2 separate regions of the Sus scrofa genome follow, and region 1 is linked to region 2. Evidence: chromatin contacts called from public Hi-C data. All regions are on one chromosome and are shown on one strand. The core of a region is the stretch at or near the end of the contact, and the rest is flanking DNA. Distances in the headings are between cores, read along the strand shown.

Region 1 (3,999 bases), core at 1,128-3,627, 140 kb after region 2:
AGATATATTTTCTGGAACCATTTGAAAGTTAATTGTACATATTATGAAATTTCACTTCTAATACTATGAAATGAAGTCCTAAAAATAAGATTTCTGGGAGGTCTTTTTGTCTTTTTCTAGGGCTGCTCCCTCGGCATTTGGAGATTCCCAGGCTAGGGGTCTAATCGGAGCTGTAGCTGCCCGCCTATGCCAGAGCCACAGCAACTTGGGATCTGAGCCGTATATGTGACCTACACCACAGCTCATGGCAGTGCCAGATCCTTAACCCACTGAGCAAGGCCAGGGATTGAACCCACAACCTCGTGGTTCCTAGACGGATTCATTAACCACTGAGCCACGACAGGAACTCTTTTTTTGTTGTTGTTGTTAATTGTGGATCCTGTGATGCTTTACCCAGATCCTCCTTCAGGGATGAAGAACTTCCTCCCCTCCCCCCCCCACCACCCACCACCGTTTGGGGAGTGCCCTTGGCAGGGAGCCCTTAGCTGTTGGCCTTCCTTCTCTGGAAATTGTCTTGGCTGGCGTGACCATGAAGTCCAAGGTCACACCCTCCCCAGGGCCACGTACATCCTGAGACTGATTGATGTGGAGGTATAAAGGCCTGGACGCCTTCCTGATTCAGGACAACTCGGAAGGGCCATTCCAGCTTCAGCTCCCCAAGGGTCATGAGGCCTTAGCTGAGACTGCACTGCAACCTGAACTTTCTGCTCATTTCTGCTTTTTTCTCTTCTTCTCTTCTCTTCTGTAGGTGTTGATTCTAAGAGTACTTCGTAGTGAAATCCCTGCATACTAATCTCCATATCAGAGCTGGCTTCTCAGGAACCTCAGCCTGTGCATATATGTTGCCAGTGGTGGCTTGAGAGAGCTGAAATTAATATTATCAGTTTTAGTGACTCATTCCAGAATTTTATCATCATGGCAGCTAAAAAGTACTTTCTTATGTTCGACTTAAAAACTCTCCTGTTTTGGAGATCTGTGGCGCACAGGGTGTTAAGGATATGGTGTTGTCACTGAAGTGACTTTGATTGCTGCTTTGGGACAGGTTTGATCCCTGGCCTGGGAATTTCCACATGCCACGGCCATGCCCGAAACAAACAAATAAACATAACTCTTCTATTTCAACAGTCTCCAAGACATATTAATTGAAAAAAAAGTAAGATACAGAAGGTTGTGTATTGTGAGCATCTATTAGTGAAAGACAAAGAGAAAGGGAGAATGCATTTACATACAGGCTTACATGTGCATAGAATATATCTGTAAGGAAATAGAAGAGATCTATAATAGAGGTTGCCTCAGAGGAAAAAGATCATTGGTCTGGGCAGGGGGCTTACTTTTACTGCAAGCTCTTATATATTACTCTTCTTTCTTTCTTTCCTTTTTTTTTTTTTTTTTTTTTGCTTTTTTTTTGCTTTTTAAGGGTTGCACCTGTGGCATATGGAAGTTTCTAGGTTAGGGGTGGAATCAGAGCTGCAGCTGCAGCCTATGCCACTGCCACAGCAACACCAGATCTGAGCCATATCTTCAACCTACATCGTAGCTGCAGCAATGCTGGATCTTTTAACCCACTGGGCAAGGCCAGGGATCAAACCTGCATCCTCATGGATACTAGTTGGGTTTTTAACTCACTAAGCCACAAAGGGAACTCTGATATTACTCTAATTTCCATTATGTACTATATAGATTTCTCTTTTTTTAAGGCTGGAAGCAAAATAAGACAAACTGGTAATTGTTGATAATTCTGAATGGTAGGAATATGGGTTTGTATTGCATTGGCTGCAGTTTTCTCTAGTTTTAAAAATTAAAAAATTTCTTTCTTTTTTTTTTTTTTTTTTTTTTGTCTTTTTTGGGCTGCACCCACAGCATATGGAGATTCCCAGGCTAGGGGTCCAATGGAGCTGTAGTCCGCCAGCCTACGCTACAGCCACAGAAACTCAGGATCTGAGCCACATCTGTGACCTACCCCACAGCTCACGGCAATACCAGATCCTTAACCCACTGAGAAAGGCCAGGGATCAAACCCACATCCTCATGGATGCTAGTGGGGTTCATAAGCAGCTGAGCCACGACAGGAACTCCTAAAAATTAAAAAATTTCTTAACCCCAAAAATCCATCTGTTTAAATCGATTTCTTCTTGTGGACATAGAGACCATCCTATTTACGGAAACACTGCATTTATTTGAATGTGTTCTGCGAATGAATAAATGACAGTTCTTCTTCACCTCTTATTCTACAAACAGGGAAATGTGCTATCATTTGAAACAGGGCCACTAAAACCAGGCCCCCTGCCAGGCACACAAACATGAAATGTCCTGAAGTGCTAGTTAAAGCGGGCTGGATCCTCTCCCTTCTACTTCCTGTTTGCCCAAGTGTGCACAGGGCAGGGCCCGATGAACTCCTCTGCTGATAGAAGGCCGGACAGCAAACTACAGAAAGGGAAGACCCAGCACAGCTTTGCCCAGTAGATACTCAGTCTCTGTTTTTGACTCACTAATGACCACTTGGCCATGATCAATGCCTTCGTCTCTGGGAGGGGCCTGATGTTTTGCCTCCTGGGACTTCACGGTGAGTAAAGCTCACTGTGGTGCTGCTTTGCTCGCAGCAGCTCCTGAGGACTCATCCATCCCTGCAAACTGGAAACAGACCAGCTTCCTGTCTTTCTGAATGCAGGAGAAAAGGGATGACCTTGAAAAGTATTAACCTTGCAGCAATACCCTGAAAAGTAGTGCAATAAATCAGCCAAATATCAATTTAGAAACTCTGAGAAGAGAACAATGCATAAGGTATGGTTTTATAACAACTGATGCTTGTCTCACTCATCTAATTTCCTTCTAGGTGGAGGGATAAGCCTGGTTGAAGGAAAAGAAACAATAAATTACACAATTTTTTAACCTATTGAAATTTTTCATTTTTGCCTTGTACAACAAATTAAAATGAGAACAACACATTCTAGACAGATCTATTGGTAGGGTGATTAAAATCTCAGACGAATCATTGTCAATCATACAACAAATGTGTTCCAAAGGGATTTCAAAGGGATTGTGCAGATATTGGCTCTGCATTCATTTTAAGCAAGACATGTTTATCGAACACTTAGTATTTTCCAGGCACTCTTCGAGATACTAGGGATACAGCATTGATCAAAACAGACTAAAATTCTTGGCCCCATGGAGCTTACATCTTAGGGGAAAGAGAATATACACAAATTCTATGTTAGATAATGTTAACAATTAAAAAGAAAAAAAAAAAGTAGCAGGGATGAGGAACTAAGAAGTGTAGTGTACATTTTTAAATAAAATGGCAATTGGAGTTCCCGTCGTGGTTCAGTGGTTAATGAATCCGACTAGGAACCATGAGGTTGCGGGCTTGATCCCTGGTCTCACTCAGTGGGTTAAGGATCAGGTGTTGCCGTGGGCTTTGGTGTAGGTTGCAGACGTGGTTCAGATCCTGCATTCCTGTGGCTGTGGCGTAGGCCAGCGACTGCAGCTCTTATTGGACCCCTAGCCTGGGAAACTTCATGTGCTGTAGGTGCAGCCCTAGAAAAAGGCAAAAAAAAAAAGAGAAATAAATAAATAAATAGAATGGCATTAAAAGGCCTTATGAGAGTGTGATGTTTGTGTAAAGATTTGATTAAGGTGGGAAGGCATCTTGCAGATATTTGGAGAACACTTTAGATGTGAAAATGGCATGTACAAAGGCCCTGAGGCAGGAGTGTGCATGGTGTTTTGCACTGAGCCTGCAGCAGAGTGAATAGGTGTGGAGGTCACAGAAGTAGCAGGAGCTGGTCGGACAATTTACTATTGTCAGTAATGACTACTAGATGTTCAGTACTAGGTACTGAACTCTTTGTATCTGGGGTACACCCCATCATGTAAGTCTAGGTAAGAGGCAGAATACCCTCAGCCACAACCATTGACCTGGAAGGAAGCATCTCCCCTCTTCCTGGTCAATGAAGAAACATACAGATTGTCAATGGATTGTTCCTACTCAGGACTGGGAGC
Region 2 (3,735 bases), core at 935-3,434:
AAATGGGAGACCCTTTTCCTCCTTGATACTAAATTAAAAACCACTTTTAATCTTAAAATGAAAAATGGATCTATTGAATAAATGTAAAATTAGCATGAATTGTAAGTTATCCTACAGCAAGTCTCTTGAGGCAGCTAGTGCAGACTGCTCAGATGTTTCATCAAAGTGCCTGGAGAAGCAGGGGAGCATGGATGAGAGACTGCCTCTGCCTCAGTGTAGTATCACAGCAGATTTGGTACTTTACCATCACAGTTTTTTTGTTTGTTTTGGCCACACCTGTGGCATGTGGAAGTGCCTGCGCTAGGGATCAAACCTGCGCCACAGCAGTGACCTAGGCTGCTGCAGTGACAGCACTGGATCCTTAACCTGCTGTGCCACAAGGGAACTCCTTCATCATGTTTTTATTGTAGCTTTTCCATCAGAATGGACAAGTACACCATGCCTTCATTTATTCCACAGCTTTATATCAGTACCTGGTATATTCAAGGCTCTGTGCTCAATTCTGTGAATATAATGGTGAGTAATTAAAATACATCAGAATCTTCAGAGGCAAGGACTTCATCACCCCCTGATGTAACAACAAAAACTCTCAAATTTCTTGTGAAAATTAAGTAGGAAGGCCTGTGTAACTGGGACGTAGTAAGTGTCCAGTGAATAAATGCTTCAAAAACAGTAAAAACTGGAGTTCTCATTGTGGCTCAGCAGAAACAAACCCAACTAGTATCCATGAGGGTTTGGGTTTGATCCTAGCGCTGCTCAGTGGGTTAAGGATCTGGTGTTGCTGCGAGCTATGGTATATGTTGCGGCTCAGATCTGGTGTTGCTCTGGCTGTGGTGTAGGCCATCACCTAGGTTCTGATTCTACTCCTAGCCTGGCAGCTTCTATATGCTGTACCTGCAGCCCTAAAAAAATAAATAAATAAATAAAATAAAAACTATATGCAATTTGTAATCCTTGATTAGATCTTGGTTTTTTTTTTTAGCAGCTATAAAGGACGTCCTTGGGACAATTATGAACGTTTGGATTTCAACTGAATATTAGATATTAGAGCACTCTTAATAATTTTGGGGGGTGTGACAATGACACTGAGGTTGTGAAGGAGAATTTCCTTGTTCATAAGTGATGTTTGAAATATTAGGGGGTGAAGTGTCATGATGTCTGTAACAGATTAAGTTTTTCAGAAATAAATACAGTGACATGAATAATATTAACAATGGTTAAAGGTAGGTGGTAAGTGAAAGGCTGCTTATCATACTATTCTTTCAACTTTTCTAGATGTTTGAAAACTTAGAAGAATAAAATTTGGGTAGAACCTTTAGTCCCTTTTTCTCATCCCTATTAAGAACAATGTATGACAATAACAACAAAAAAGACAAAAGACAAAAAAAAAAAAAAAAAAAAAGAAAAAAAAAAAAAGGAGTTCCCGTCGTGGCGCAGTGGTTAACGAATCCGACTAGGAACCATGAGGTTGCGGGTTCGGTCCCTGCCCTTGCTCAGTGGGTTAACGATCCGGCGTTGCCGTGAGCTGTGGTGTAGGTTACAGACGCAGCTCGGATCCAGCGTTGCTGTGGCTCTGGCGTAGGCCGGTGGCTACGGCTCCGATTCAACCCCTAGCCTGGGAACCTCCATATGCTGAGGGAGCGGGACGGCCCAAGAAATAGCAACAATAACAACAACAAAAAAGACAAAAGACAAAAAAAAAAAAAAAGATAAAAGAACAATGTATGATTATGCAATTCCCCAAAAGAAATCTTTTTCCCAAATTATGAGTTAGAAATTGGAGATCAGGAGTTCCTGTCGTGGCTCAGCAGTAACGAACCTGGCTAGTATCCGTGAGGACATGGGTTCTATCCCTGGCCTTGCTCCATGGGTTAAGGATCCTGCATTGCCGTGAGCTGTGGTGTAGGTCACAAACATGGCTCAGATCTCATATTGCTGTGGCTGTGGTGTAGGTTGGTGGCTACAGCTCTGATTTGACCCCTTGCCTGGGAACATCCATGTGTGGCAGGTGAGGTCCTGAAAAGAAAAAAAAGAAGAAAAATTGGTGATCAGACAAATTCAAGGCCGTTTCAGAAAGGATTTTGTTGTTTTTCTTTTAAATCTGATTTAAATGAGTCAAGGGTAAACTCAGATCTTAGGCAACACTCTTTCTGAACTTTGTCACACAATTATTTAACCTTTATTTGCCTGAGCTCTGTTTTACTTTGCACATTACTATTTGCCAGAGGAATTGTGTCTTCATAGCCACTAGCAAGTTATTTGTCACTTAATCCAAGGCCACCAGAAGGTGCAGTTTCACTTGGTGAGCTTATAATTTAATTGGAAGGTTAAGCACAGTGAACCTGAAGAACACACTCAGAACAATACAGAAAGTACAAATTAAACCAGTGCAGTTCCAAAGGAGGTTCCAAAAGGAAACTGATCTTTTTTGTTTGTTTTCTTCTTTTTACTGCTGTACCTGTGGCTTATGGAAGATCCTGGGTGAGGGGTTGAATAGAAGCTGCAGCCACAGCCACAGCAATGCAGGATCCAAGCCACATCTGAGACGTACACCACAGGTCACGGCAACACCAGGTCCTTAAACCCACTGAGCGAGGCCAGGGGTTGAACCTGCATCCTTACAGACACTGTGTTGGGTTCTTAACCTGTTGAGCCCCAGGGGTACCCCAGGAAGCTGTTCTTAATATCAGGCTGGAAACAAAATGTTGTAACATCCTAGATGTTAACGGTGATTGGAAATCTAGAGACTTCAGACCTTTCCATAGTTTAAATTTTTCTTCAAGTTCAGATAGATTCAGGGAAACCACCACTGGAATTTTTTCAATCCAGGTGTTCTTTTCCCTGAAGTTGAAGCCAGAGGATGACATTGTGTTTTAATCACAGAGAAACTGTTTTTTGACCACAGTTTTCATCAAATCCCCAAAGCCCCAAAAGGTAAAGAATACCTCCAGTATACCACATATCTGTTGTACACTATGATACATCACATTATTAAGTAATCATAACATCTGTGGTCCTTAGAGTCACATTGAAGATGCTGTCCTGAATTTTCTCAAGCAATGCCAATTTTCTCAGAGTTGATCCCTTAAAAAAGTGGTAGTAGGAAATGAGCTAGATTTACATGGGAGCTAAAAACTCTTGCAGATGTGATGATAGATTCATTTTAAAAGTTTGATCCTATATTAGAGAGGCTATTAAAATTCTAATACATTTACTTGGGCAACTTCTGCTAATATGAAATTTATCTACTTGAGCTTTTGCTGAAGATTGATTGACTGGGGGAAAATGTAGGGAAGTATTTCTTTTTACCTCTAGATGGTGCTATGTATTGTTTTATGTTAAGCACAAGCCTGCCTAATTTTGAAGTTGGAAAGATTCCTAAATATTATGCATCTTATTTTATAGATGAACAAACTGAGACTCATTGAAATCTTGTCTTATTTAAGATAAATTCTGGTGTGAGGCAGAGCCTCAGTTTTTGCAAAATGTGTAATGTATGATTGGTTCGAGTAAAAATTAGTCATTCCATAATTTCATACTGTATTGCGTTTACTGTTGTGAGAGGTTTAAGAGTCTGTTTTATTTAAAAAAATTTTTTTTTCTTAAAATATAGTTAATTTACAATTTTCTGTCAATTTCTGCTATAGAGCAAAGTGATCCAGTCATACATATGTATATACATTCTTTGTTCTCACATCATCTTCCATCATGTTCCATTACAAGTGATTGGATATA

What was found. Hi-C and Micro-C count contacts between places; a contact is called where the count stands out from the background.
Region 1: a Hi-C map of liver shows a contact between it and region 2, with 2.1 times the contacts expected there. The contact joins two enhancer-like sites. A contact is called at or near these places in 1 of 5 promoter capture datasets (liver), 24 of 47 Hi-C or Micro-C datasets (adipose tissue, alveolar macrophages, brain and 12 more) and 1 of 2 datasets of contacts at active chromatin or transcription factors (skeletal muscle).

The regions. Positions count from the first base shown.
Region 1 is chr1:182,621,109-182,625,107 of Sscrofa11.1, forward strand. It overlaps LOC106509109 (a long non-coding RNA gene), which reads right to left. Exons shown (of 3, transcript XR_001306376.2): 3 at 3,567-3,999. Among named protein-coding and RNA genes, the nearest start is that of FERMT2, 16 kb to the left of the region's middle. Within about 2 kb of position 2,378, at least 4 of the 83 cell types and tissues checked have an H3K27ac peak or open chromatin away from gene starts, as enhancers often do. A contact at or near this core is called in fetal liver and liver, where this site is marked.
Region 2 is chr1:182,483,682-182,487,416 of Sscrofa11.1, forward strand. No RefSeq gene overlaps it. Among named protein-coding and RNA genes, the nearest start is that of GNPNAT1, 62 kb to the left of the region's middle. Within about 2 kb of position 2,185, at least 2 of the 83 cell types and tissues checked have an H3K27ac peak or open chromatin away from gene starts, as enhancers often do. A contact at or near this core is called in fetal liver and liver, where this site is marked.